Regions from separate parts of the Mus musculus genome. Here all the other regions are linked to region 1. Evidence: chromatin contacts called from public promoter capture Hi-C data. All regions are on one chromosome and are shown on one strand. Each heading gives the region's core, a stretch centred on a gene start, on an enhancer-like site or on the middle of the called end of the contact. The rest is flanking DNA. Distances are from core to core; before and after follow the strand shown.

Region 1 (5,788 bases), core at 1,306-3,805:
TTCTGTAAAACAGGCTAGCCTCAAAGTCAGAGATATGCCTGCCTGCCTCTACCTCCCAAGTACTGGGATTGACTTTGGACTTTGTTGGGATTTTAAAAGTTGAATTGTTTTTTTATATTATGAGATAAGCCTGAGATTTGGAGAAGGAGGAGTGAAAGTTTACGGTTATGGCTTAAAGCAGTGTTTGTCAAATTTATAAGTGATAAGGTTGTTTTGTGTTGCCAACTTTACACAAACCTACCCACTATGGGAGGCAAGAGACCCTGAACTATACACAAGCAGAGAAAGAGAAAGAACTGGGTATGAGCACACATTAATACATCCTGCACTCTCGCTCTTTTTTAAAAGATTTGTTTTATTTATATGAATACACTGTAGCTGTTTCCAGACACACCAGAAGAGGGCATCAGATCCCTTTACAGATGGTTGTGAGCCACCATGTAGTTGCTGGGAATTGAACTTAGGACCTCTGGAAGAGCGGTCAATGCTCTTAACCGCTGAGCTATCTCTCCAGCCCAACCTGTGCTCTTTACTGTGGATGTAGTGACAGCGCTCTCACATTCCTACTGCTCTGACTTCCCTGCCATGATGTCATGACTGTCAGTTATGTTTCTATTGAGGTGATCAGACACCATGAACAGTTAAACTCAGAAAAGAAAGCATTTGATTAGAGGCTTGTTTGCACTTTCAGAGGGTGAATTCATGACCATTATGGTGGGGAGTATGGCTGCAGACAGGCAGGTGTTGGAGTAGTCACCAAGAGCTTATATTTTGAAACAATCACCAGGCAGAAAGAAGAACAGGGCCTGGCATGGGCTTTTGAAACCTCAAACCCATTCCCGGTGACTCACCTTCAACAATAAAAGCCAGACCTCCTCATTCTTCCTAAACAGTACAATTGGGAATCAAACATTTAAATATATGCGCCTATGGGGACCGTTATTAAAACCACCGCAGACTATGACCTGAAGTGTAGGCCAAATAAATCCTCTTCTCCCTTAAGTGGCTTGTGTATTTTTATCACAGCAACAAGAAATAAATCTAAGACAGGGACATAGATCCCCGGTGGGATCCACCATGTCTCTGACTTGGCACCAGAACACTAGATCCTTGAGGACTCCCAGTAAAGGCAGACCCTCCTGGCTAGCTGCTTCCCAGCTTAAATGTGGGCTTGGCAGTCCCTGGTCAGTACACATTGTTTTTTGCTCATACTGCAGTAGGGCTGAGAAAAGGGTTCAGACATCCCCTAGGCAGTGGCTATAGGGTAATGGGAAAGAGAACACGCCCCTGCACCTTTTTTGTTTTGTTTTGTTTTGTTTGTTTGTTTGAGACAGGGTTTCTCTGTAGCCGTGGCTGTCCTGGAACTCACTCTGTAGACCAGGCTGGCCTCGAACTCAGAAATCCACCTGCCTCTGCCTCCCAAGTGCTGGGATTAAAGGCGTGCGCCACCACTGCCCGTCACCCCTGCACTTTTATCAGGTTCCTAAAGAGCTGAGAGCTTTCTCACAGATGTTCCTGGGTAGTAGAGTGTAGTTAAGGAAGGGGGAAATGGGAGAGAAAACATAGATTTTTACCTCCTGGCTGAGTCACAGGGACCACCTACATAAGTTCCTAGGTTCTTGTGTCTCAGGACAAAGAATTGTATCAGAGATGCATAGTTAGCAATAGAGGCAATTTACTTAAAAAAAAAAAATTTACAAAGACACTCAGGTAGGGAATGGGCTAGTGATCTGGAAGAATGCATAACCTGAAGTCCTTAGCCATTACCTGCCTTCTCCAGGCCAAGTTTTTCTCTTGCATGCTGTTTGTTATTGAGTAATCCAGGCAAGGAAGGGATCCCAGGCACTATCAACTGGCATTGATTGATTGATTGATTGTGTCTGGGTGTTTTGTGCACTACACGTGTGCTGTGGTCGTAAGGCCAGAAGAGGGCGTCAGACGTTACTGCAATAGCTGACTGTTGTTAGCTACCACGTGCCAGAAACTGATCCACAGTCCCCTGAAAGAGCCGTTAGTGCTCTTAAGTACTGAACAATCTCCGCAGCCCCCTCATACCTTATTCTTGACGTCTCTCTACACATCCCTATTCTTTTGCCACACTTGCATGTGTTACGAGTTTGGCAATCGGAGGCGGAGTTGCATATTCAATTTGAAAACCAGGAACTTTATAGAAACCAGACAAGCATAAAACCTGACTGGGAGGAAAAGGCGTTTTAGGGCAAGCACATCTACAGACCTTCAAAATCTCTGGATTTGTCAGCCGGGCAAGTTCCGGTCAGGAGAGGGGGGCAGTTGACGCCGCGGAGGCAGAGGTAACCTTCGGACTGAAGGTGCACGAGTTCTGGTCTGCAGATGGGAAAGGAGAAAGGTTAAGCTGCTCAAGTCATTGTAAAGTGTGAGAACTGGGGGACTCAGGCCCCCAGCGGCCGAAGCCACGGTGAAGGGCAACAGGGCCGAGGCCAAGGGTTGGGCCTCTCAGGCTGTGAGGGCGGGATCGTCGCGCGAAGCGCTCTGGGAGTGGTAGGCGCTTTCTTTCCGCTCTCCTTCAGCCACTCGTTCTGGGAGCCCAAGGACGTCCAGGCGGTGGGCGCAGCGACTCGCACTTTGCGACTTGAAGACTCTTTCCTAAGGCGGATCCCACCCCCTCGCCCTCTTGCGCGCGGCAGCTTACAGCAGGCTTCCGGCGTGAGGTATTGTGGGCAGTGTAGTCCTTCTCGCAACCTCCCACCTCGTCCGCGCGGCTCACGGGACTACGTTTCCCTTCGGCTCCCGCGCGCCCTGAGCCGCGTCGGCTCCAGCCCCCGACGAACCGAGAGTCTCCAAGATGGCCGCGTGGGGAAGGAGGCGTCTGGGTCCGGGCGGCGGCGGCTCCCGAGAGAGGTAAGCTGGGCTCGCGACCGCGGGCGAAGGTCGACCGCAGAGCCGGCGAAGCCTCTGTGCCACGCGCGACTCCGGATCGTGTGCCCGCCACGCGCGGGGCCCAGTCCGCGGGGGCTTAGGTGTGGGAGGAGCGGGGCGGCGCGACGGCCAGGAGCGAGGGGAGCGCGACTCGGAGGGGCGGCGACCCGCAGCCGGGTGGGCGGTGAGCCAGGGTGAGTAGCTGCGAGGGCCGCCACGCTGTCCTACCGAGCGTCCTGTGGGCTCCGGGCCGCTGGCTCGCGCACGTGGCCCGCTCGGCCTGGGCGCCCGGTGTGGCGTGGATGGGCTCCGGGGAGAGGAGGAGGGTAGAGGCTCGCGGCGCCGTGTGCTTTATAGGGGCGTTTGCTGAGAGCGGCAGCGTGCCGGGCGCGCCTCCAAGAGCCTGAGCCTGGCCGCCTTGTGAGCGAGCAATCGTCGCCACTTTTTGAGGGTTCTCTTCGAGCACTTCTGCCCTAAGTCCTTTGTAGTGACCTTTCCTACTGAATGCGTTTGGGGGCGCTAGGGGTTTTGTTTCTTCCAGTGATTTCCGGATGACAAGAGTAGTTGACGTGTTTCGGGTTGAACTTGTAGCCTTTTCCTTCTGGGAATTATTTTTAGCTAATAGGTTACTAGAAGCTGTTCAACGATAAGAAGTTTGGGGAGGTGGGTGTATATCGGTGGCGCTACTGGATTAACCTGCCCAGTCGGTCTTGCTAAGTCCTCCGCATTTTACTGTGGATGTCAGAAAAAGGAAAAGAAAAAAAAAAAAAGCAAAGTTTGACTTTTTCCCCTCCGTTTCCAATGAGTACTGTCAACCATAAAAGTTGTGTCTCAACTAATCTGCGTTGTTCCTTTTTGACTGACGCATCCCATGTTTCTTGCTATTGCATACGACAGCTTTTCCATCCCACACTAGTCTTCCTGCTTGGCAGAAGTGGTAGCCAGTTTTACTCCTGAGTTCGGTTATGCTAAATAATCCGTTCTGCGTTTACTGTGACATGGAAAAGCAGTGGCGAGGAGTGTTTGTTTGTTTGTTTGTTTGTTTGTTTTTTCCCTAACTCCCACTTATTTCTTAGATAAGAACAGCCAGAGAGGTTATCTTGTTTTCCGAGTCCTTAAATCCCTAAGGATGCTTTCAGGATTTTAATTTCAGCCCAACAGAAGGGAAGAACTTTCCTAATATTTCTGTTTGCTTGTTTTTAGAGCCACGTGTGTAGAGTCATTAGAGTTACTGTGTAGCTCTCTCTGGCTGTTCTGAAACTCACTCTATAGACCAGGCTGGCCTTGACCTCACAGAGGCCCGCCTACCTCTGCCTCCCAAGCACTGGGAATAAAGGTTTGGGCTACTGCACCCTGCCATACTCTTGTTCTTGGACACAGACTGAAAGGGCCAAACATGCATGCCTCAAGTGTGAGACAGGAGTCTTGCTAGCCTACCTAAGAAAATGGAGAATTTTTCCTTTGTCTTGAAACAGATATTAATTAAAAGCAGTTTGTCAACCAACCGCCCATAGTTTAGTCCAGGCCTTGCTGGTTGTGCTGCAGCAGCCTTTAAGGGAGTTTAAGTCCAATGCAGACAGAACTCACTGTGAAGCTAGATAGGGAGTGGTTCTCCTCAGAGCCACTGGTGCTTGTTTCTCACTGAAGTCTTAACTAGGTAAGGTTATCGTCCTGGGTCCTGTAGGTGTTCAGGTTGTGACCTTTGCCCAGGAATTGAAGGTTCTTCCCAAACATGCAGGTGCTGTATGTCTGCCAGGGATGGGCGTCTGATTTTATGATTTGAGAGTTGCCATCTGCCCTCCTTCTGGTGCCTGGAGGTTACTCCTCTGTCGGCCTTTATGGGAAGGGCCCTTCCAGAGAGTTCATTCTCAGAACCCCATCTCCGTCAGGCCTCCCACTCTAGGCTGTGTGTGGAAACACACTCCCTCCTGACTAGCAGACTGACTTCTGGGCGCACCTCCATTGCTGCTTGGTGGCCTGACAGGATGGAGCAGACCAGAATAATGTACACTCAGCACCCATAGATTGTGAGCACCAAGTGTTGACTCTGTGACACAAGCTGTTTGTGCCTTCTAAGTGACTCTGTTCCGTGTCACATTTGGACTGACTCAAATTTCAGCTTCATGTTGAGAGAGAGCACTTCCAGAGTTCTTCACACCTTCCTGCCCCTGCCCTGTGCTGAAACCAAAGGGGATGCTGTGTGCTTTGTGGCAAGGCTGGAATGGGCAGTGCTTTGAACAGACACTGTGTTTGCCAGTGGCTGCATACTCTGGTGCATATGTTATATTTAAGGCCCCACTTTGTGCTGGTTGTCAGCTTAGTTTGCAGTGGTTCTTGCTGTGCCTGTTAAGTCCAGAAACACAGGCTAGTACTAGAGCTGAGTGACAGCAGTTCAGTAGCTGCTAGCCATGTGTGGCGATTACATTGAAGTTAAAATTAAGTACAGTGAAAAGTGTAGCTCTCAGATAGTAGACCATGTGTCTGGTGTCCAGTACTTGCTTTGGGCTAATGACTAAGCCTAGAGAGAAGTTTTTCCATCAGTAAAATAGATAGGAACAATTCTGATCTAAACTGAGATTGGAGGGGGAAAGGAGCAAACAGAGAGCTGCTTGTGTGTTGATTCTTCTCTCCACTCCATTAAATCTAGGGAAACAACAGTATTTGTAATGAAGAACGTCAAACTCTGAGCTGTAACCTGAATTCTTGTCCAAAATTGAGCATACTGACAGCAAGCACAGCAAACAGATTGCCGTTTGTCCTGCTGGCCTCTTTGAGGCACACTTATCCATCTAGGAAAGCAGAGCAGGTATCTGTGTTCTACCACCTGGGTGTCAGCCTGGACCAGCTCTCAGACAGCCCTGCTTGGCCTTTCATGGCTTACTTGGTGCTG
Region 2 (5,788 bases), core at 1,202-3,701, 1.9 Mb after region 1:
CTCTGGGGCTTTTGGTATTACATACAGAGCTGCATGGCCAGCCCCTGGTGCCAACTATTCTTTTTTTTTTTTTTAATTTTAGCTATGAGTGGTTTTTCCTGTGTTTATGTGCACCGAATTTGTGCAGAAGTTAGAAGAGGTGCTCTTAGGAAGGAGTCAGATCCCTTGGAACCAGTGTAACTGATGCTTGTAAAGCCATCAGATGGATGCCAGGAACTGAACCAAGGTCCTTTACAATAGCAATACATATTCTTAACCCCAGAGCCATTTCTCCAGGCCTAAGTATCCAGTTTTAAAGGAGTATTTACAGTTGCTTCATCGAGACCCGGTACATTACAGTTATACTGTACTGGGTTTCAGTAAAATAGAACCTTTCCCTCCAGACAAAAGATGAGCCTAAACATCATTTAGTACCAAGGGGAGGAAAAAAAGCAATGAGCAAATCTAGCACACAATTTAATTAATTCTCTAGCAACGCATTTATAGTTGTCAGTAATGCAATGGATTTTTTCTTTTTTTTCTTTTTTTTAACAAAAGCTGGAAGTTCTGAATAAACTGCTCAGGTGTGTTATTTTGGCAGCCACAGCTCAGAATGGGGGATGATCTGTCCTTTTGTAGAATGTGAATTTTAAGGAGTAGATGAAGAAATGTAGAAATTTGTCTCTGCTGTTGAGATTTTATAATATAGAAAACTGAGAGCAACTGTATACAAAATCAATGTCTCTGGCTTCATGTTATAAGAGAAAAAAAAGCAATGGTCAGGTGAAACTGAACAACTGGAGAATGTCAGGAGCGTACAACAGATATTGGGAATCTACAATCATAAGAATCAGGGCAATGTACATGGCTCGTTCTCTGGGCCTGAAAAACTTAAGTGTTAGGTTGGGGGAGGTAGGGGATGAGGGATTTGCAGGCATTCAGTCTGAAACAATGAACTGGTTATTCCCCAGGCTCAACTACATGTTCAAGACCAATTTACTAATTATTAGGGAACCAACCAAGAATTTTGAGCGAGTGGAAAAAACTGTCTCTTTAAGAAGAAATTACCAATAGAAAGACTCGCCTTTCGTGTATGAGACAGTAAGAGGTTAAATGTTGACAAGTGAGTGGCTGTCGCTGGAGGTGGTGTGAGGAGGAAGACCGCCATTGTTCACCAGTGAAACCACTGTGTAATCGGAACCCGGGGCAAATAGTTCATGGAAGATGGGCTTCTCCGACATGCAGTGAAGAACCACTGATCTTTGATTTTTAGAGGACGAATAGTTTGTACTATTCTTGCAAGCCTCATTCATTTAATGCAACCTACACTGAATACAACGTACGTAGCCTTTTGTTATTTTAAGGGGTCTAATTAATTTTAAAGGATGTTTCACCATTTACTAGAGCTCTGTTAATATATTCACACATTTATATGACAGATACTCTCATACATACGCATACATTGAGATGAAACAAAAAGACCTTTCATTGTTTAAATACTTCTACGGATAAAATACCAGAATCTTCACCGGCGGGATTGTTGCTTAATTAGATCAGGTTGGAGAACAGGAGCTGTGCAGCCCACTGTTAGGCATTTTGAGCAGAATACAGTAGAAAACCTGCTTAAACTGTTTCTGGCCAGAAGATTTTAATTCTGGCAAGGGGATAGAGCAAGATGGCTCCAACAGCATCAGCGCTGAGCGCAGCACTCTGAGCCTCACACAGCACTCTGCAGGGGGAGGGGAATGGAGAGAAATCTTGTTGCTGACACAGCCTCCCTCCCACCCTCCCTCCCACCGCGCAATCCATACCAAATTTCCCCAGGAGCCATCTATTAAACTACGCTCTCTGTGGCCAAAATTGAACCAAATTTATTAATACCATTATGAACAAGAGGTATTATCTCAGGATCCCAAGGTCCAGTACAACACCCCCCTCCCCCCCGGCCCATCCCAATGTTCATCAAGTGAATGACAATCTTATTCAGGTAGCACGCTCCTTTTTTGAGCTTGGAAGGTGGCTCTGAAAAGAGCCTTTGGGTTGGGGGCGCTCTCGCCGCGCCTCACTTGGAGCTGGTGTATTTGGTGACTGCCTTGGTGCCCTCGGACACGGCATGCTTGGCCAGCTCCCCGGGCAGCAGCAGGCGCACGGCCGTCTGCACCTCGCGGGACGTGATGGTCGAGCGCTTGTTGTAATGCGCCAGGCGGGAGGCCTCGCTGGCGATGCGCTCGAAGATGTCATTGACGAACGAGTTCATGATGCCCATGGCCTTGGACGAGATGCCGGTGTCCGGATGCACCTGCTTCAGCACCTTGTACACGTAGATGGAGTAGCTCTCCTTGCGGCCCCGTTTGCGTTTCTTGCCATCCTTTTTCTGAGCCTTGGTGATGGCTTTCTTGGAGCCTTTCTTCGGGGCGGGAGTGGAGCGGGAAGGCTCCGGCATCCTGCTGCACTGGCTGCACCCAGACGAACAAGCAAACGGTGAAGGCAGGGTTATTTGTCATCTTTATATTTAAATGAAGGCTCCAAAGTACTCTTATCTGATTGGACAAATATAAAATGTTGTAACTAGGTTACCCCGCTTCTTCTTTCCTATTGGACAGTATCCCAACCAATCCGAAAGTGTATTGGCAGAGCAAGCTCAGGTGTCTTATCTTTGTCTGAACCCTTTGTTTCAACGGGTACGATTTAGCGTCTTCCCCGGCTGTGCATCGGGCTGTGAAGGAACGTTGCGGCTGGGTCTGATCCTTGTTGAGCTAAATCGCCAGCCATTTCTTTCTCACCCTCAGCTAATGAGGGAGAAGCTTGTTGCCTGCTTAGAGGAGGAAATGACAGCTTCTGACTTCCATTTGTTTCTAGTCAGTCTCCATCATTTCTATGAGGATTCATGACCAAATTCCAACAGTTAATTGGGAAATCTGAAAGCAAACTAAGGTTGTTTTACTGGAAGTGTGTGACTGGGTAGACTTTCATTTGGAGAAAGGTATGATACTTGGGACGCCCATCACGTCTGGAGCTGAAGCAAGGGTACCATAATTACAGGACGCTGCAGGTTAGGGAGGTTACGAAGCGCTCTATTTCTCGCGCGCGCGCGCTCACGCACACCATCCCTCCGCCCTGCCCTGCCCCCGCACGGTACTGAGAGAAAATAAAAAATGCTATATATTCTCATGGCTCACATTTCAGCATCTCTTGGAGAGCTGGCTTTATAAAAGCAAACTGTTAATGTCCTACCTTAATATACGCTGAGTGAGGATCTGAATATTACTGATTGACAAATCCTGGTCTGAAGGTCAGTTAGCTGCTATATCTGGGATAGGCAATCTACGTCCTTTGCATCTCCATTTCTTCATGTGATGATGTAATGCCTTTTAGATACTGTGAGTTCATGTAAGTAAAGAGGCTGGCAAGGTGCCCTGTGCATACTTGTGCGTAATTTCTATGAGCTCTATTCACGTCGACATGCATTTTTTTTATCTCTCACCGAAATACAGAGAGAATTATAATCTCTCACATAGAGATGTGGCTGTCGCTCAGGTGTCTGCGGGGTGAAAGATAATTTGGCACTTGGCAGATGCACAACCAATGCCTGGTGAAAGAACAAACCTGGAAGCCTATTCAGCTGGCTGCTGGTGCCTGGGATGTCTCAATGCTCAGAATCATGAATTCATTTGTCAACAACATACTCCTGGTTATCAGCAAGAGAAAATGCTTTCAAAGCAGCACTGTAAAAACAAAACAAAACAAAACAAAACAAAACAAAACAAAACAAAACAAAACAAAACAAAACAAAACAAAACAAGATGTAGAGCCTGGCAATGGTGGCCCACACCTTTAATCCCAACACGGGGGTGGAGGCCTGGGGGGTGCAGATGCAGGCAGGTCTCAGAGTTTGAGGCCAGCCTGGTCTACAGAAGGAGTTCCAGGACATCCAGGGGTACACAGAGAGACCCTGTCTTGAAAAACACGAACAAGAACAAGCAAGCAAACAAACAGAGAAAAATCACTTAGGGGAAAAAAAAATTAAGGGTGTGTGTATGTGTGTGTGCGCTAACCCTCCTATACACTTAATGTAAAGAAACCTTGGGCTAAAATTTGCAACTACTGAGAGCCAAAAGGTTAATGTTAGAAATATCTATAAATTAGAGAAAATTTACAAATTGTTTAAGAATATGAATAGGAAAGGGAAATTTGAAAAAATAACACTACTATCAAACTGACATAAAAGAGATGCTCATTAAAACAATGGTAAATGTCTCACCTACTAAAATCGTAGTGGCCTGAGCAGCCTAGTGCACGCAAAAACACTGCCCTACACTGAAAAAACGCTGAGGAAATCTGGAAAAATATACCAAGGTTCTCTAAGCTATGCCAGAAACCCCACTGTTGTAGTCTCCCCAAGCAACAATCATGCTTGCAAGCGAAAGTGAGCATTCAGCTTCATAAAAAAAAAAATATATATATAAAGAGACGAAGCTCAACCATGAAAGATATACAGTAGAATCAACTGGGTCTCACTTTTACAATGGAGTTTGATTCTAATACCTTTAAAGTCTTGACTGGGCAGTGCTGGCACATGTATTTAATCCCAGCACTTAGGAGGCAGATGCAGGTCGATCTGAGTTTGAGACCAGCCTGGTCTACAGAGCAAGTTCCAGGACAGCTGGTGCTACACCAATAAACCTGTCTCAAAAAACCAAAACAAAAAACAAAAAACAAAAAACAAAAAAACAAACAAACCAAAAGAAACAAAACCAAGAAAAAGGGCAGGGCCTCTGGTAGCTCATCCAGCCTTGCATATCTGATCCATAGTCTTGCTTCCTTCTCCAGTGGTTGAGATAGCAGCTAACCTCACCTGGCTCATTAAATGATGTTTTAAAGGCTATTTAACAAGTGAAAATAATACAAAACTTGATAATAAGTACAACTGCATGAGGTGTCCCTTGAAGTGACATGGACATCAAAGTCACTTTCCACCCACCTCGGCAGTGTGTTATTGTGTGTCCACACTGTGTTCAAAGTGGACAAAACCCTGTCTCACTCCCTCACTCCAAGGCCACACTGCAGTGGTGACTCACCTATGGGGATGGGGTGATCCTGAATAAAGATGTCCTATTTTACAGGTCATTTAACATGGTTAAAAAAAAATACTCAGTGAATCTGGAATTGTATAACGTATAGAGGTTGTCAGAGTAACAACTTCCTGTCCTTCTTCACAGCAGGACGGTGTGGAGAGGTGAAGCAGAGAGGTCGTGAAGGAAGGGTTAACTTACTCACCAACCAAATAGTATCCGGTCACAAAAGACTCCAGAACGACGAAGGGACTGAGAGCCATAGGTCAGTTAAATACAATTTGAGCTTAATATTAATATGCCTCAGGCCCCAGCAACACACACACACACACACACACACTCATATTACTTCTACCTGAAAACCTTGCCAACAAGTGCCTGTCTAATCCCAAGCCGGTGTCACTTTTGCTATTGGTCATTTGGCCAAAGATTATTGTTTTAAAGTATCTTGCACATTCCTCCTCATTTGTGTCTTTCAAAGCAAGCAAGCAAGCAAGCAAACAAACAACAAACGATTTCCTTGCTCCAGCTTCTTTGAATGTGCCGTCCATCGCTCACGTTTGGGATACGGGTTCCCACCGCAGCACTTGGCTCTCCGAGGGCAGCATCCCGTGATTGACAGAGCGGTATCATTGGTCTGGAGAACTCCTGTTGTTATTGGACCAACATGTTGGGTCGCAGGTGACACACTGGCAAACTGAAGAATTTTGCTAGTGAGAAAGAAAGGAGGAGAGGAG
Region 3 (5,788 bases), core at 1,373-3,872, 1.7 Mb after region 1:
TATTATGACTTGCCCCAAGGAACTCGAAGTCCCTAATCATCTCCCACCTAGTGTTGGGGTAGAGAAGGGTAGAGAAGGGTGGTAGGAAAACGAACCCAATAAAATTGCCAAAAGTACAGTTATAGCCGGGCAGTGGTGGTGCACGCCTTTAATCCCAGCATTTGGGAGGCAGAGGCAGGTGGGTTTCTGAGTTCGAGGCCAGCCTGGTCTACAAAGTGAGTTCCAGGACAGCCAGGGCTACACAGAGAAACCCTGTCTCAAACAAAAACAAAAACAAACAAAACAACCTCCCCCCAAATACAGTTATATAGGAGGGAGGAGGGAAGAGGAGGGGGGGACAAGAGAGAAGACCAAGAGACAAGATCAGAGAACCAAGAGAGCATGGCAGGATGGAAAGTCTTTATAGGAAAGAGACACTGGGGGAAGGGAAGTGAAAGAGAGGTTTAGGGTAGGGGGCTGGGGTGAGATGAGCAGAGGGAGCCAGGATGCCAGCCAGGGAGTCTGTACCAGGTACTTGGCATGCTGAGACAGCCTGTGGTTAGCATGCATTCTGTATGCTAACAGGCACCACAGCCATTTGTCCTGAGTGTCTTTGGGACCTGAGACCTGGAAAGGACATTGGCAAAGAGTCATGCTGCTTGTGATAAGTCATGCTGGAGGACGGGCCACCCGCAGCAAGCAGTCACACGATGGGAAGTGCTGTTGAGCCTTGGTCACCATTGTCCCGACCTACAGCGCTTGGCGCTTTTACCTCTGCTCACTCTGTTCTTTCCCTGCCCAGTCTTGAGTTTTCCCTCTCTCTCCAAATCTTTTCAAATTCTTCTTGCCTTTCAGCCTAAGAGAAGCCAATTAAATTAAAAACAAAGAACCTGAGTGCTCTGCTCTTCACAACCACTTCTGCAGTCTTAGCCATTCCGTTCAGCCTTCCATAGACTGCAGGGCACAGTCTCAACACAGCCTTATAGTGGTGGGACAAGACCAGATCCATTCCACCCTCCTAGAGAATATTCCCTCCCTCCCCTTCCCTCCCTCCCTCCCCTTCCCTCCTTCCTCCCTCCCTCCCCTCCCCTCCCTTCCTTGCTTCCTCAGAGGCACCAGAAGAGGGCATCATCTCATTACAGATGGTTGTGAGCCACCATGTAGTTGCTGGGATTTGAACTCAGGACCTTCGGAAGAGCACTCGGCGCTCTTAACCCCTAAGCCATCTCTCCAGCCCCCTGTGTAATATTTTTAAGAGTAAAATTAGGCAAAGATATTTCTTATAAAGTCAGTACATTTTCCAAGGAATCTCATGTGCACTTCCTTCACTGCCCCTCTAGATCACCTCGAAGCTCAGGACTTCTCTCCAAAAAAAGCTTTTGGAAAGAACTGATACTTAACTCAACTGTGCTGCCCACTTTACTGCAATTCTTTAATAAGTTTGTTTTATTTAAGACAGGGTCTCCCTATGTAACCTTGATTGGCCTAGAGCTAACTATGTAAATGGAACCTGTCCTGAATGTTCTAAAGGTCGGCCTACCTCTACTTCCAAGTGCTGACATTAAAGGTGTGTGCCACCACATTGGGCTTATTTTTCTTTTATCTCCTGAATTAAAGACAACTTCAGCATTCTCTGAGATCTTTGCCTTCCCGTTTCTTTCTTTCTTTTTTCTTTTTTGTTTAAGATTTATTTGTTTGTTTGTTTATTTATTTATTTATTTATTTATTTATTTATTTATTTATTTATTTATTTATTTATTGTAAGTACACTGTAGCTGTCCTCAGACACTCCAGAAGAGGGAGTCAGATCTCGATACGGATGGTTGTGAGCCACCATGTGGTTGCTGGGATTTGAACTCCTGACCTTCGGAAGAGCAGTCCGGTGCTCTTACCCACTGAACCATCTCACCAGCCCCTGCCTTCCAGTTTCTTGAAGTAACTTATTTAAAAAATACTTTGGGGAGCCACAATAGTACATACTTTTGTTTGAGATGGGGTTTTTCTGTGTACCCTGGCTGTCCTGGAACTTGCACTGTAGACAAGGCTGGCCTTGAACTCAAAGATCCATCTGCCTCTGCTTCCCTTGGTATACATCTTTTTATTACCGGCATTTGGGAGGTAGAGGTAGATGGCTCTCTGGGAGTTTCCAGACAGTCAAGACTACATAGTAAGACCCTATCTAAAAAACTAAAAGACTTAAAATTAGGTGTATGTGTCTATGTGTTTGGGTAAGAGTACATGAGTGCAGGTGATGCGCCTGCCCAACCTGAGTGCTGGGAACTGAATCTGGGTCCTCTGGAAGAATAAATAGCACGTGCTAGCCGCCTCTTGAAATGATTTAACAGTTAACCGGCTAACCCGAAAATGTAACTAAACGGATTCGAAGCTGACTTCTGATGTGTTCCTCTCAGGGTCTTTGTAAATTGGTAGGGTTTGAGCCTAGGGAAAGAAAGGAGGGTACGGAAAAGGGCGGAGTTTGGAGAAGAAACAACGAAGAGAAGTGGGCGTGGTCGTCGGGGAGAACCGCGCAGTGCGCCTGTGCATCATCGCGGCCCCCCCCCCCCCCGTTGGGCTGAGGTGTGGCTGTCGCTTGGGGGCCGTGACAAGGCGGGATTTAATGTGGTGTAGGTGGGGCCGGCGAGGGAGACGTAATGTCAGCGGGCAAAGGTGGGACGTGGCCGGCGCTGGTGCTTTGCGTACTCGGTGTGCGTAGCCATGCCGCCCTCCGGTGTGTTCCGGTGGGCCGGCGCGCCGCTGTGACGTAGTCCTGCGGGCGGTCCCTGATGCTGCGGCGCCCGCTGGTCGGGCTGGCGGTGGCCGCCCTGGGTCGGGTCCCCGCGGACGGTGAGTGCGCTGGTGGCTGGTTGTCTTCGGAGTGGGACTTGTGGCAGCATATTTCCCTTGCGTGCCGTCTCCATCTTGTGGGGATGCCGGGTGAACGTGTTTCTCGGGACCCCAGAACGACAGGGATGGGCACGCGGAGTCCCAGCCACCAGCAGATCGGTGCAGCATGAGCCTAGTCTGCGCTCTTCCTCTGTTCCCTACCCAGCCGGCGTCCTGGGTAGGCTCAAGCACATGGCTTTACTCCTGAGCCATTGCGGGCGTTGGACTTCAGTGCCTGCAGATGGTGCAGGCCCTGCAGACTATTAGGATTTGGCTTGTCCCGATTTGTTTTGTTTTAGAAAAAAATATTAATCTGCCTTTGGGCTTATTATTCTCAGGCATCGTTTTATCCAACGTGGAAGTGGGCGGGGTTCGTTCTGGTGGTGCCTGGAGGTGGAGCAGGTGACATTAGCTCCGCGGTATCTGAGGAGAGAGGGAGAAAGCAAGTAAATGACTGGTCAGCCTTTGATAGGCTCCAAGGAGAGAAAGAAGAATGCAGTTTGTTTCTGTGGGTGCTCCTTCAGTTCACCTTGCAGGAGGTCATAGGCTAGTTATGAAAGCGACTACTAAAGTTGTTTCCCTTTCTCGTCTGTCTTGACAAACACAAAATATCCAGGAAACATGATGTAATTGGAAAAGAAAAGGCAGAAGGGGATGTGAGAGGAAAGAGCCCAGGCGACAAAGAAGGAAAGTTAGAGTAGGGTTGAGCTCTTGGGAGGCAGCCATATGAGCAAGGCTTCTTGTATCCCTGACTCTTCTGGTTGGGACTTAATCTTCCCTGTCCCATCCTGTCCTGTCCCCATCCTCCCTGATTGCATGTGATGGTGTCTGTCTTCCTTCCTTCCTTTCTTTCTTTCTTTCTTTCTTTCTTTCTTTCTTTCTTTCTTTCTTTCTTTCTTTCTTTCTTTCTTTCTTTCTTTCTTTCTTTCAAGATTTATTTATTATCTATAAGTACACTGTCTCTTTCTTCAGACACACCAGAAGAGGGCATCAGATCCCATTACAGATGGTTGTGAGCCACCATGTGGTTGTTGGGATTTGAACTCTGGACCTCTGGAAGAGCAGTCAGTGCTCTTAACCACTGAGCCATCTCTCCAGCCCCGGTCCCTATCTTTCTTGATTCTGCTTCTGCTGGTCCCTAGTCTTCCCTGCCCTGCCCTACCCATTCCCTGCCTACACGTCCTGGGCCTCAGTTTCCTTTGCTCTACCCTGTCCCCCATCCTCCTCCACCGTTCAGTCTTCCCTGACCCTGTAAAGCCTTGGTGTCCCTTCTGCACGATCGAGCAGATGACAAACTGTGCAGTGTCCTAGGGTCTTTCCCCTTTATCCTCGTTGGGTTCTGAGCCCTTTTTCCTTTATGTTCCCTCTACCTCATGATTCCTGGCCAAGGAATCAGCCCGTTCCTTTTTGTCCTTGCTGGGAAGAGACACAAACGAAGATGGGCAGCACCAGGAAGGTGCAGCAGGCTGTCCGTGGTTGGCTGCTGCTCCTCCACCTCTTTGTTGGGAGGCCGTGGTAGGTCCATCTGGCTCAGAGGAATAAGATTGAAAATGCTTTGGCTGCTCTGGCTGCTGCTGTTGGAAGAGGTGCCTAAGTCCTGGGGGCTCAGGGCTCGGGTGTGTCACTCATGTCTGCCTAGCGCTGTTTGTCTTGGAGGACTAGTAGTTCTTCTCCTTCCTGGAAGGGCCTGCTCTTCAGTTGACAGGAGGGAGGTGATGGTTGTGACAGATTTCCAGTCCTAGAGGCCTGAGGTATAGATTGGAAGAGGATGTATAGGAAGTTTTGTCTAGGACGTCCCAGCAGAGCATGTTCCCTCCAGTGCTCCTATGAAGTCGCTTGAATCTTGGCTTGTTTTACAATTAGGGGCTTGGGGCTCTTTGTCAGGCAGTTGAAGTTTGGGACTGGGAAAGCTGAAGAGATAGGGGTCCAAAGTTTCTTCAGTGGTCTCCCCAAAGGAAGTTGCTTCTATCCACCACACACTTCTGTAAATGCTAGGCCAAAGACTATATCTATAATTTCTGACATAAGCTGTGGCCCTGTGGAGATGTAGTAATGGTCTTGTCACCTGGCTACTGGTGAGAGAGAGCCCCTCCTTCAGTGGGCCTGGGGATTTCCCAGGTCCATACTAGTCCTGCCTGGCCCACACTCTCCTTGCTGTCTGCCACTGTACCACACGGCTAGCTAACTAAGGTCATCTGGTGTAGTCTTTGTAGATCCAAGCAAGTGTAGTGTCATAGAAGGTCACCGAGGGCTGTCAGAGATCCATGAGCTGTATGTGCCAAGGGATACCTGCTGGGACTTTGCAGAACCAAGGTGTGAACAGGATGGCACTTGGAGAGATGTCTTCCCGTCACTTGTGGTTTAGCAACAAGACAGAACTTACACACTGTGACTCCTGAAAGAGGGCTTGGGAGTTAGGTACCTCAGTGGGGAAGCAGTCTGGGTGTGCAGCAGTGTGCAGAGCTGGGTAGGAGTCAGCTGTCTGATGTGGGTCTGCATGCACATGCACTGCATGCTAGTGTCCTCCTTCCTGCTGCCTGGTCATGGCCTACAGGGTACAGGGTTAGGACAGGTGAGGGCTCCTGTAGTCCCAGAGTTGAGGATTTCGGGCTGGATTGTGGGTGACGCCAGCTCATTCCTAGAGCTGGAAGCAGGTTATATAGCCTGTACCTATAAGCAGGTTATAGGTACAGGCAGCTCCATTGCTGACGGGATGGCAGATCATCTTTCCCAACCAGGCTTGTCCCTAATACATGGCTTCCTAGAGGCTCTCCTCCCTGGGATCCTTTTCTCAGAAGCTTTCTTACCTTGTGCGTTTTGGAACATCTCTCTTAGCTTTGGTTCTCCTGTGTTTTCAATGTGTGGGATACACCTATGTGGTGAGCCTCTCCGAGCCCCACGTGAGCACTGCCTTGAGCTCCTTTGA
Region 4 (5,788 bases), core at 1,193-3,692, 1.7 Mb after region 1:
ATATACTGGAAGGGGGCCCCATGCTCCCAGCCTAACCTGTCCTCAGCGAGATAATATACACTCTACTTTTAAAATACATTTACTTAAGTACAAAGTGGGCTGATACACACACAAAAAAGGAGTAATCAGTAACACGCACCCTAACCTCAAGGGCCTGGCCTGTGGCAGCAGAGACAGTCTCCTGGGCAGTTAGATCCTCCTTGGCAGGGGGACAAGGCAAGAGCACTACCCTCTTAGAACCACTAGACTGGTAACCCAGGACCCACTCTATGACCTGGAGTAGTTGCCTCCAAATGGCAAGATAGATCCTAAGATCCAGCAAGCTTGGCTCAGGATCCTGTTGGGGAGCAGCCACCTGCCTTATCCCAGCCACAGAGGGACAGTTAGTTGGGCAGGTAGGGAGTGGGCTGGTAGCTACTTGGCATCCAGGGCTCTGGTGTCCTTTGGTGTAGCCATTCTCAGTCATCAGAGCTTCTGTCTTGTCGTCTGCGGGATGGATTCCTTCCACTGTCCTGGCTATGTTCCCGCTTCCTCTTAGAGCAGGGAGAGAAGTCAGAATGTCTCTGGTGTCTGGGCCTACAAAGACAAGGACAACCAGACACTTAAAGGGTCCCTCACCCTGCCAAGCACCACACCAGGCCTGGCTAGCTTTGCCTCCCATTTCCTTAGTGTCCCAGGTAGAGTTGGGCCTAGCCTACCGGGGAGGAGAGGGAGATGAGGAGCAGCTGTCAGCCTCCCTCTTATGTTCTTTGTCTTTCTTCTTTTTGTGTTTCTTGTGTTTCTTCTTCTTTTTCTTCTTTTCTTTCTTGCTTTTCTTATGGCTCTCTGCACTGCAAGAAACAATACAAAGGATCCGAGCTTGAAGGACTCGTGTCTACTCGACTGTGGGGTAGTCTCACCCAGCAGGGAAAGGCAGACTAGAACAGGATCCATTGTGCACTGATAATATCTACATGTCGGGAGTTCATATTTATAAATGAGCTTATTAGGCTCCATGGCCACAAAGATGAGTGCTGGAATGCTGCCAACCTGGTGAGCCTCCTCTCTCCTTGGAGACAAGTTCTCATTATGCAGCCTTGTCTAGCTTGGAACTCACTATTTTACCTAGGTACAAAGTTGAGATGACACAAAAGTAGAAGTAACCAGACACACGTACCAGCTTGTGAGAACTCTGAGAGATCAGCCTGCTGTCTACCAAATGCTGGGATTAAAGAAAGTTGTGTGCCGCCCACCCCACAAGCACCTCCCACCAAACTGGCCAGTATCATGGTCCTGAGCGTCACCCTGCTGGGTCACCTATGGCAGCTACTGAGACTCCAGCCCAGAGATGGAGGTCCGCCTACTTCAGTCAAACTAAGAGAGCTAAGGCAGTCTGCCCCTTTATGCACAGGGAGGCAGACTCAACTTACTCCGGTTCGACCTTGTCCTCAGCGCGAGGCTTCTTCCTGGGAGCAGTTGGGGCAGTGCTTGGGCCTTCGCTGTCCACACGGTGGTGCTGTATGACATGAGTAGCCGTGGTGAGGAACACCCAGGGAATCCTGCCCCACATCTCAGACACCTCTAAACCCCAGGATCCTGTGCATTGGGCTTGACAGGGTTTACCGTGAACACTGACAGCCCAAGTTTGGCAGCCTCTTTGTCTTCTCGGGATAGCGCCACACGGCCCGCGGAGCCACTGCAGGGGACAGAGCATTTGAGGACAGTTCTCAATCACCGCCCAGGCCTACCCTGGACTCCCCAACTAGCCTAACCTGGCGCTGCCCAAGCCCAGGAGCCGGTCCACGCCCTTCTCCTCGGGGTCTCCTCCTTCCCGTTTGCAGATCTCCACGAAGTCCTGCGAAAGCAGGGTAAGATAGGAGGTTCTAGGCCGAGACAGACGGACCCCCCCACCCCCCCCCAACCACCCCGCGGACCTCGAACCCATATCTCAGACTCACCTCCTTGCTCAGGCCGGTGGGCTGTTTCCTCACGTTCTTGTAACCACTGCGAGCAAAGGTCAGGAATGCTCATCAAGGGTCTGGCCCCTCGGTCCCCTTCTTTCCTGTGCCCCGCCCACATCCAGCCCCGCCCCAGGGCCACCCAGATCCCGCCCTCGGGGCTTGCGGTCGCCCCGCAGACCAGGCACTTACAGTGCGGCCAGCAGCGCCTCACGCTCCGCCTCGCGCACGGCTGCCAGCTCTTCCTCACGGCTCGGGCCGGTACACGGCGCGCGGTCCTTCGCGTACCAGGTGAGGTCGCGGCCCTTCTGCCAGCGGCCTACTGGCGCCATCAGCGAGTTGCCCAAGTAGTTCTCCCTCTGCTTGTCAGTCTTCACGTCCTCCCAATTGAACTGGTCTTGTCCGCCACGCACGCCACCGCGATTGGAGCCGAACATGGCGCTGGAGCCACTGCACAGCCTTCAGTACCCGCGGTCTCTAGTCGGACTTCCCGCAGCACTCCGGACGCACGCCGTGACGTCACTCTCGCGCCCCCGCGCGCGCCTGCGCTCTCGCTAACGTGCCCGTGCGCCTGCGCACTGCGTATCCGAGGGCCTTATCAATCAAGATCCTCTTTCTAAAGGGCGTTCAGGGCTTCTCTGGCGCATCCTTCATCCTAGTGCCACGTGCGCCTGCGCAATAGCTCCTCAAAAAGGCGGCTGTGCTATCCCACCTGATAACTCTCGTGTGAAGGAATCTCGGTGGAAGGGGACACTACAAAACCTTAGTGACACCAGGAGGGGCCGGCCCCTTGCTTTCTGGAAAGCCAAGAATGCTAACTCCAAAGGTCCCGGGTCACTGTTGAAACTAAGTTAAATAATGGCAAACCTTCACGGAACAGAGGGACAGATAAAGTCACCAAAGAAACATGGATTCACTCTTCCATGCTCTGGGTGACAGAATATGCGTATGTGACATGAAAGCCAAAGCATCCCTAAACCAGAGCGATCTGTGTTCTCTGCAGGTGAAGCTTTACTGGGCAATTTACTGAGGCTGCGCCTCAAAATGAACAGAAACTGAGCTACATCTTAATGACAGATCACTTGCTTAACATGATGGTCTTGGGTTTCATCCCTAGTCTGAAAAAATACCCATCCTGGAACTCTCTAGCATCCCAAATAGACCAAGACAGCCTCATTTTTATGTCTTCATCCTGAACACGTTGAGTACCTGCCACAGCTTGTGAGGCTCTTGGTATGAGCCCTGAGGTCATGGCCTGGCTTTAGAGGACACAGTTGGGACAGATTCCTCAGAACAAGATCATACTCGGGATGAATGGATGGTCCCAAGGGGAGCTGCACAATAAAGTGGAAACGTATCCTTTATTTGCCTGATGTAATTGTCATTTCTGAAGCTTACCGCCTCTGTCTGCTAACCCAGGCCTTGTCCTGGAAGCTTCTAGCCTCCATACAATCTTATCTTGGCCTAGAATGTTTTCAACCTCTGAGACCTATTGCTGAATAAGCTCACCCTTTAATGCTCTTCTGAACTCTATCTAGCTGGGTGGTCAACTCAGCTATTCTGGCTCAGACTCCTCCACACTGAATGATTCAAATTGGCTTCTTCCAGCTTCCCCCGAATTGCTCTGCTTGGCCTCATACGACCTTTGGTATTATGTTCTAATCTCTGGCTCATTTTCTGGCTCGTTCTGTCTTCACCTGGCTAGTTTGTTCTTTCTCTGCAACCTGTCTCTGTACAATGGTCCCAGTAAACTGCCCTCTCCTATTCTTTCCCCTAAGTCACTTCTTTCCTCTCTGTTCTCATGAGAGATAGGCATATCCTATTCTGTCAAATCTCCCTGAGTCACTGGAAATCACTTTCAAACATGGGTGCTTCTTTCTAACTAAGTTTACCTTCATTGGGATTAAAGGTGTGTACTAAGGCTGAGGCACACAATTAGAAATGTTTTTTTCCAGTAAACAACAAAATCTGCAACAATAAGGGAGCATCGGTCAGTCATGTGGGCCACAGCAAAAGAAGAGCATACTAGCCGTCTCCTAGGAAAGGTCTCCAGAAAGCCAGGGAGCAGCTTCTGGGCCTTCACCTTTAACCAGGCCAGGTATGCTTAGGACACGGAAGGTCGAGCTGCATGGTCAGATCACAGAATGCATACTAGGTGACGCTAAGGAGGAGGTGGACTATGGGTCTGGGAGGTCACGGGACAAATGTCTAGAACGGTTCTAAGGCCTGTGCATCCTTGTATAATCACCTATTCTAGTGACACCCAGAATGTCAAGTAATGGAGTAACACGATGAAGGGTTGGATAATCCCAGGCCTGCTTTTGAGGTTAGCTATTCTGTGTGCTCCTTCGTCTGGAGGAAGCCAGTGGGATTTTATACCAACATCAGGAGTACAAAGGTTCAGGCAGCTACTCATAGATTTGGTTTACATAGTCACTTATTCTGCAGAATGGAGTACACCAGGGGTTCAAGACACACTGCCTGGCCACACTCCTGGGTTCCCAAGGGCAGGGAAGTGTTTCTCCCCCGGTTGTCTTTTAGGAAAGGCCCTATTAAGGGTGGAGGTGAGAAGGATGAGTGCAGGGTGTATGTGATCCAGGAGTTTACCTTGGGGGTTTCTAATAGTAGGCAAGTAGAGCTGTTAGTTGCTGGTACTTCCTGTCCACTGTCCAAATACTTCTCAACCAGCTTTATAGCAGTGTTTAAAACCCAGAGGTCTGAAGCTGTGTATGATGGCAGATACCTTTAATCCCAGCTCTCAGGAGGTCAGGCCTGGTTTACATATTGAGTTCTAGACTGACCAGGGTGAGACCATGTCTCAAAAAATCAAAACCCAAACAAAGAGTCAACCCCAAAAGTCTGACCTAAATGGGCCCTAAAGCAAAGCTTTTAATCTGGCTTTGACTTGGCACATACTTCTCAGAAATGATGAGTTCCAGGACTGGGCTTCCACGCAAAAGAAGACAATGACAGGTGGTTATGGTTTCAAGAACGTATGGTAAATAGATAGATGCCCTCCATCCTTACAAAATGTCCCTGGTGGAACTCCCTGACAGACTTATTTCTTGGTCTTGGTCCAAAACTGTTTATATCGTTCAGTGTCAAAACTGTCCACTACCTCTGGCTCTTCTTCCCTCTTCTGCTGGAGCTGAGCCTCCCGTTTTCGGAACCGGGCCCTGCGCTCTTCTGGAGACAGGGCATCCAGGTCTAGGGGCATCTGCATGGGGAGAGAGAGCGGTTATGTACACACCATTGGGGAGTCAGAGAATGACAGAGAAAGACACCTGTACCTCTTTACCCGTCTCTTTATCCTTCTATCCTTCTGTTTCGTTTTGAAGGGAAATGTTTTTCTGTTCTTCTCCCCTTAACTCAGGGTATGCTTGCTTAAGACTGAGTCTTATTTAGGCCAAGAAAGCCTTGACCTCACAGCAGTCACCCTCAGCCTCCAGATGCTAGGATTATGGATGTGTGCCACAATGTGCAGGGGTTTGTTGTTTCTTGGTTTTTTTGTTTTTGTTTTTTTCGAGTCAGGGTTTCTCTGTGTAGCCCTGGCTGTCCTGGAACTCACTCTGTAGACCAGGCTGGCCTCGAACTCAGAAATCTGCCTGCCTCTGCCTCCCGAGTGCTGGGATTACAGGTGTGCGCCACCACTGCCCGGCACACAATGTGCAGTTTTATGTGGTCCTGAAACTAAAGGCTTTGTGCCTACTAGGCAAATACTCTACTAATTAGATTACACCCTGTCTAGATTGGTGTTTTGTTTTGTTTAAAAAAAAAACAAACCAGACTTGTTAAGCCTGGTATGGTGAGATAGGCCTATATCTGAGCACTTAAAAGAGGTTGAAATATTA
Region 5 (5,788 bases), core at 1,888-4,387, 1.1 Mb before region 1:
TGCATGTTTGGGGCCATTTCTGAGTTTTTGAGAATCTCTCTGTTAACGGCATATATATATATATATATATATATATATATATATATATATATATAAGAAAATCAAACAGAAAATTTGAAAATCAGATGTTCTAACACAACACAATCCAAAGATACACTACTTTGATATTTCCATGCTGTGGCATGATGGTAGGAAATATTGAACACTTTGTTTTCCACAGTGAAGACATTGTATTTCTATAGCATCAGGAAACTTGATAAGTACAGTAAATAACACTGCAATTCATAATATCCAGTAGTCTTAACTCTGATCTGAGGGGTTTCAAGCATCATTTATTGGTGGAGTTCTATGTGGGAAAGTACTCCCTCAGATTCCTAAGTGCATCGTGTTTTGTGTGTTCAGAAGCAAGAGTGCATAATTGTTGTTGTCATGTGACACAGCAGGGCAAGGGCTGACAGAAATATCTTGGGACTTATCCAACCTTTGAGCTTTAACTTTATTTTTAACTGATTTGTTTGATCACCTACAACTGGACCTCTATGTTAGGGGTAAACATGCTTCTCTGTGTGTGTGTGTGTGTGTGTGTGTGTGTGAGTGTGTGTGAGTGTGTGTGTGTGTGTGTGTGTGTGTGTGTGTGTGTGTGTGTGCATGCAGAGGCCAGAACAGGGCATCAGGTGTCCTCACCTACTTCTTTTGAGTTCTACAGTTCTGAGCATATCTTGCCCAGATTGGGGTCTTCCAAAGCAGGTACAAGTTGTCTGGAGTGGTTATAACTACAGTAAGACTTCCTGAAGTGGGAGTCACAGCTTCACCAACAACCCTTCTTCCTTCCTTCCTTTCTCTATCTTGTATTACCATTGAGATCCTAGGTCATTACAAAGAAACCCAAACCATCCTCTATAAACAAGACATGATGGTGGCAGGATCTCTTGTGGGGTGGTGGTGAGGTGTATGTGTGAAGGATTATGAAAAGTCTTAATTGTAAAGTGCTAGGAACATAGAGAGTACATCACAAGTTCTTAGTAAATAATGATTTCGATTAGCTGACTGCTATGTCTAGCTGTCTGAGAGATAGTGGAAATAATAAAACTTATTCAAGGAACTAACAAAACGAAGCAGTTTTTAAATATACAATTCTGCAGAAAGGGATGCCAGCAAAAAGAAAAGTCAAAAATTTCTGGTGCAATGCTTTGGTACAAGGCAGTGATTTTTAAGGTCCCCCCAATCTGGAGGGGTTTTAAGTTCCCTCTAATTCTATTCTTGTCTCCATTGGCTAGAACTTGCCCCTTTCCCAAATTTCCCATGTTATTGTTTTAGGACACAAAACCTTATCTAATGAATAGTTTGGGGCTTGAGATAGCACCCCTCCTCCTTTTCTGACCATGAGCAATAGGGTAGCAGACTACCTGTAACTTTTTTAGAGTTCTGTGACAAGCCTGCACCAGCCACCAGCTAGGGGGCCTATTGCTTTCTTCTTATCTGTAAATGGACTGTAACAATCTATTTCTCACAGAGAATAAAAGCAACTCCAGAATCTCTGGTAGGGGGGGCTCAAAGAATAAACCTCATTGGAAATTGAGTTGAAAAACACTTCCTCAACACTGATTTATGTTTATTTAGCCTGAGAGAATGAGTAAGGATTCTAGAAATCCTAATGGAGCCAGAGCCCTCCCCTCAACCCCATTGACTTTTTGCTCATTTAAGGGATTTTTCTCACTCATTCGTCTGGTGTTCCTCCTGCCCTGATCAGCTAACCAATAGTTAACAAATACAAAACAGTCTCTGCCAAGACTGGAACTCCAGAAGGGAAAGGCAAAGGAATAATGTAAGACACACCACCCATTCTGCCTAAGAACAGAGTAGATACTCTAACTGTGGATCCTTTGCAAGTGTTGTCTGTGCTCCTAATTGCTAAGCCATCGTTCAACGCCTTGTTTTGTTTTTATCTGTTTGAGACACAGTCTCACCTTGGCCTAAAATTCCCTAAGTAAATCAAGCTGACCTGGGACTCAGTGATCCACTGGCTTCTTTCTGCCTTCCAAGTGTGTTAAAGGCTTTCACCACCAGAGCACCTCCCCTGGCTTGCCTTAATATTCTTAGGCAAGGAAAGGTTTTCAAGGGTGGGCAGTGGGTGGGAATAGGGGAGGGGTATGCCCAGAGTGTAATATTCATTTCCAAATCATCTCAGACCTCCACACCATTACCTCACATGGGGCAACCACAGCCCTGCTCTCCTTTTCAGTTCCTGCCCAGCGTGACCTTGAAAGCTGGCCTAGTTTCCTCCATACCAAGAGCAAGTTTAAAGACTGTTACTAACCTGGAGGGTTTAGTATGGTATCTGTGCACGATGTTATAAATAAGTTTAGCTATGATGGTTTTTCATCATTTAGCAAACAGGCTTGGAAACAAAACTAGCAAACTTATTAACCTGCTCTAATAATATGGTTAAGACTCCAGGCTTTACTTAGTTCCTGTTTTAACACACCGAATAATCAGGCAAGTTGCCGCTTCTGCACTTGTTTTTCCTTCTGTCTCAGGTAGACTTTGCTGATCCAACATAAAAATCAGCAACTGTGTGCATCACGAGTTCCTGGTTCGCTTTTGACAGTAGTTGTAGCTATAGTGGCCATCCATCCAGGGCGCTAAAGGTGGGTAAGCTTTAAGAAAGCCAGAAGATTTATAGGAAGGTGGCTTTCGAATAAGAACGGAAGAAATAGCCCTCTGTTGAGGCTCAGGTTGCTGGCTCTTTCTGTTTTGAGCATCTGTAGGGATTTCATCTGAAAATGAGCCTACCACTCTTTTTCTCCTTCCTTCCTGAGGTCACTTTGAGGGAGGGAGCTTCGGGAGCTACATAAGAGCAGCTCCTCGTCCTGCAGGCTCGCCTGCATCCCCCGGGGACCTGGCAGGGTAAAGCTGCCAAGCAGCCTGCGGCATTTAGCAAGATTCCGCGAAAAGGCTGCGCAGCAGTGCTGGCGGGGGCTTCCCGAAGAGGAGGAGGTTCAGCAAAGAGACGCTGTCATCCGAAGCCTCCAGGGGGAAGGGCTCGCGGACTCGAGGACGCCAGGTCACGTGGGCTGAGCGGGCGCGCGCCCCGGCCCCGCGGGAGGAGGTGCGCAGGAGGAGGCGGGGCCGGGGCCTCCCGTGAAGCCCCGCGCGCGGACGGACCGGAACTCTAAGCGGGTGGCTTGTTGATAACATGGCGGCAGCAGCTGCCGGGGCATCCCGAGGTGGCGGCAGCGCCCACACCCGGAAGAAGGGGCTGTTTTCGGACTAGTGCAGCGGCTCCTGCGGCCCCGGAAGTCCCGGCCAGCTGCTGAATGAGGGGAGCCGGGCCCTCCCCGCGACACTCCCCCCGCGCCCTCCGCCCCGACCCGGGCCCCGCCATGTCCTTCTTCCGGCGGAAAGGTAGCCGAGGGGTCGCCGGCGGGGGGTGAGCCGGGTCTCGGGCAGCGGTGGGGCAGCAAACCTGCAAGGGTTTTGTCAGGGCGGCCGCGAGGCTCTCGATGAGCCGCTCGGCCTCGGCGCCGACACCCGCGGTGCAGTGTGCTGCCCGGGACTCCGCAGGGAAGAAGGTGGCCTCCTCAAGCGAGGTCGAGGGGCATTGTCGCTTTGGGCCAAAAGTGTCTGCTTAAACCCATAGAAATTAACACCTGTTGGCTAAAGAAAAGGTTTTCCTGGTGTGTTTGGTTTCTGGAGGTTTGTATGTGTGTGTGATCCACGCGCGCACTGTGGATGAAGATCAAGGAAATCCCTTTACTTATAGGAAGTCTTGACTTTTCCGAATATTGGGGGGGGGGGGTTATACCTAAAACCACGTGCAACTGTTATTTCTTCAACTAGCGCTATTTTCTAGTTTCCTCTTTTGGGGGCGGGGGTGGAGAGCGGAAGGGGGCCCACTGTTATTCCTAAAATAAAATTTCTTACTACTGAAGTTCCGTATTCAGAAGACTACTGCTTTTGATGATTGAGCAACTTTACTAATTATTGAGACCGTTGCTGCTACTATAAACGAACTACTTAGATTTCGGATGTCCAGTTGTAAAAGCTTACTTAGTTTTTAAAGTAGAGGCAAGGTGATTTTGATCCTGGAAAGGGTTATGGTATTTCATTAAATATACATACACAAATTGATCAATCAAATCTCTTTAGGTGGAGGTGGTTGTATCTCTTCATTCTTACTGAGAAGATGTATCAGACAGACTTTTTTTTTTTTAAACATAACACCAAATCAGACTTGTATTCACGTGATAGCTTTTTCATAAACTCTGTAACCCGAAACAGCCGGTTAACCCACTTTTTTTCCAGCTGAGAATCAGATGATTCCTAAAGGCCTCATAGGACTGAGGCTGTCTGTTGATGCTAGGTGAGGGAATGAATGAAACTGGTAAATAATAGGAAGCTTTATCAGTAAAGTGTCTTAATATCTCTGGAGTTGTTAATGTACCTAGGTTGACAGTGTTGTGGTGCTTGTTTTTTAAGGGGGGGAATGCATTCTAAGTATGGGACTAATTCAAGTTGAACAACAGACTTCTGTCTGTTCATTTAACACACACTGTCGAGTGTCCAGTCTGCCAGACACTGTCTTAGGGTGTCATGAAATAGTTATATGGACGTAGTCTCTGTACCTATGAAACTCATTGATGCTGAAGGCAGGCAATAAATAAGGCCAAAAAAAAAAGTGTGTATATACTTACAAATTGAATGATGTGTAATGAAAGACTAATTTATGAAGAAAAACCTATTTTGGTTGGATGTTAGAAGAATTCAGTATGTAACCTTGAAACGTAAAACTAGAGGATCAGTAGTAGAATGTAACTTTAGAGAGGTCAGGAAAGACACTGGAGGTACCAGGAATAAAGAGCTGGTGCCCTTTAGGAAAGGCAAGGTGGCCACTGTGGCTGAGGCATAGAGAAGCAGATAGGCAGACACCACATTATCGAGAGTTTTATTCCAAATGCAGAGAGAATATATTGTAAAGCTTTTGAAGAGAGGTGACCTTACAATAAAGGGTGATCTGATTATTTGCTTAGAAAGTTTATTCTAGAGCCAGATGCTCAGCAGATAAAGACCCTTGCTGTGCAGCCTAACCATCAGAGTTAGAGCCCCAGGACCCACAATGGTGGAGGGAAAGAGTAACTCCCATTAAGTTGTCCTCTGACCTCCACACATGTGCTGTGTGGTACATCCACTCCCACAAAATAAATAAATGTACTTAAGGAGTAAAAAGATTATTCCAGATGATTTCTGGAGATTGAATGTGGCAAGAGAGCTAGAAACAACCTTTTTGAGGGGTTGGGAGTCAAGACAGTCTGGCTTTGTAGTCCTGGCCTTAGCATTTCCTGTTGAGATGGGGACCTTGTGGACATTCTTCTTCCTCTAATTTAGTATTTGGATTATAGGCATGTATCACCACACCCAACCTCTGAAAACAGCCTCATAAAGATCCTTCAATTTAATTTTCTTTCTTGTTAGAGGTTTATCATATTTCATTAAAAATGGTAAATCTAAAATCAGGAAAAGAGGGCTGGAGGTGGCTCAGCCCTTCAGAACTTATGTTGTTCTTACACAGAACCTGGGTTTAGTTCCCAGAACCTTCATGGCAGCTTAGAACCATCTGTAACTCCAGGTCCAGGGACTCCCCTACTCTTCTCTGGCCTCCTTGGCACTTGGCATCTACATGTATAGATGTAGGCAAACCACTCACACACCACAACAAAATGGAAACAATTGTAAGAATTACCTTAGTGTTTCCCCAGTTTACCTGTCTATTGTATTTTTTCTTTTGAGA

Evidence for each region. Promoter capture Hi-C pulls out the DNA fragments that hold promoters and counts their contacts. Capture Hi-C pulls out chosen DNA fragments and counts their contacts.
Region 2: a promoter capture Hi-C map of adipose tissue shows a contact between it and region 1, with 3 times the contacts expected there. The contact joins the promoter of H2bu2 here to the promoter of Tmem11 in region 1. A contact is called at or near these places in 1 of 39 promoter capture datasets (pre-B cells) and 1 of 9 other capture datasets (adipose tissue).
Region 3: a promoter capture Hi-C map of liver shows a contact between it and region 1, with 4 times the contacts expected there. The contact joins the promoter of Guk1 here to the promoter of Tmem11 in region 1. A contact is called at or near these places in 2 of 39 promoter capture datasets (liver and pre-B cells).
Region 4: a promoter capture Hi-C map of liver shows a contact between it and region 1, with 2.5 times the contacts expected there. The contact joins the promoter of 2310033P09Rik here to the promoter of Tmem11 in region 1. A contact is called at or near these places in 2 of 39 promoter capture datasets (cranial neural crest and pre-B cells), 1 of 484 Hi-C or Micro-C datasets (B cells), 1 of 115 datasets of contacts at active chromatin or transcription factors (thymic regulatory T cells) and 1 of 9 other capture datasets (liver).
Region 5: a contact with region 1 is called in a promoter capture Hi-C map of liver, with 3 times the contacts expected there. The contact joins the promoter of Akap10 here to the promoter of Tmem11 in region 1. A contact is called at or near these places in 3 of 39 promoter capture datasets (the C10 cell line, liver and pre-B cells), 1 of 484 Hi-C or Micro-C datasets (CD4 T cells) and 1 of 115 datasets of contacts at active chromatin or transcription factors (astrocytes).

Annotation. Positions count from the first base shown.
Region 1 is chr11:60,875,805-60,881,592 of GRCm38.p6, reverse strand. It overlaps Tmem11 (transmembrane protein 11), which reads left to right and starts at 2,555. Exons shown (of 2, transcript NM_173453.3): 1 at 2,555-2,880. The coding sequence starts at 2,825.
Region 2 is chr11:58,945,574-58,951,361 of GRCm38.p6, reverse strand. It overlaps H2bu2 (H2B.U histone 2), which reads right to left and starts at 2,451. Exons shown (of 1, transcript NM_030082.4): 1 at 1,990-2,451. The coding sequence starts at 2,422. The coding sequence ends at 2,042. Gm51864 (a long non-coding RNA gene) reads left to right here and starts at 607. Exons shown (of 2, transcript XR_003949558.1): 1 at 607-1,318; 2 at 5,199-5,788.
Region 3 is chr11:59,188,786-59,194,573 of GRCm38.p6, reverse strand. Guk1 (guanylate kinase 1) reads left to right here and starts at 2,622. Exons shown (of 8, transcript NM_008193.3): 1 at 2,622-2,823. The coding sequence starts at 2,763.
Region 4 is chr11:59,205,015-59,210,802 of GRCm38.p6, reverse strand. It overlaps 2310033P09Rik (RIKEN cDNA 2310033P09 gene), which reads right to left and starts at 2,442. Exons shown (of 7, transcript NM_024210.2): 1 at 2,130-2,442; 2 at 1,938-1,983; 3 at 1,752-1,834; 4 at 1,603-1,675; 5 at 1,410-1,495; 6 at 699-830; 7 at 67-576. The coding sequence starts at 2,374. The coding sequence ends at 459. Mrpl55 (mitochondrial ribosomal protein L55) reads right to left here. Exons shown (of 4, transcript NM_001302336.2): 4 at 4,665-5,154. The coding sequence ends at 4,996.
Region 5 is chr11:61,927,606-61,933,393 of GRCm38.p6, reverse strand. Akap10 (A kinase (PRKA) anchor protein 10) reads left to right here and starts at 3,137. Exons shown (of 15, transcript NM_019921.3): 1 at 3,137-3,405. The coding sequence starts at 3,318.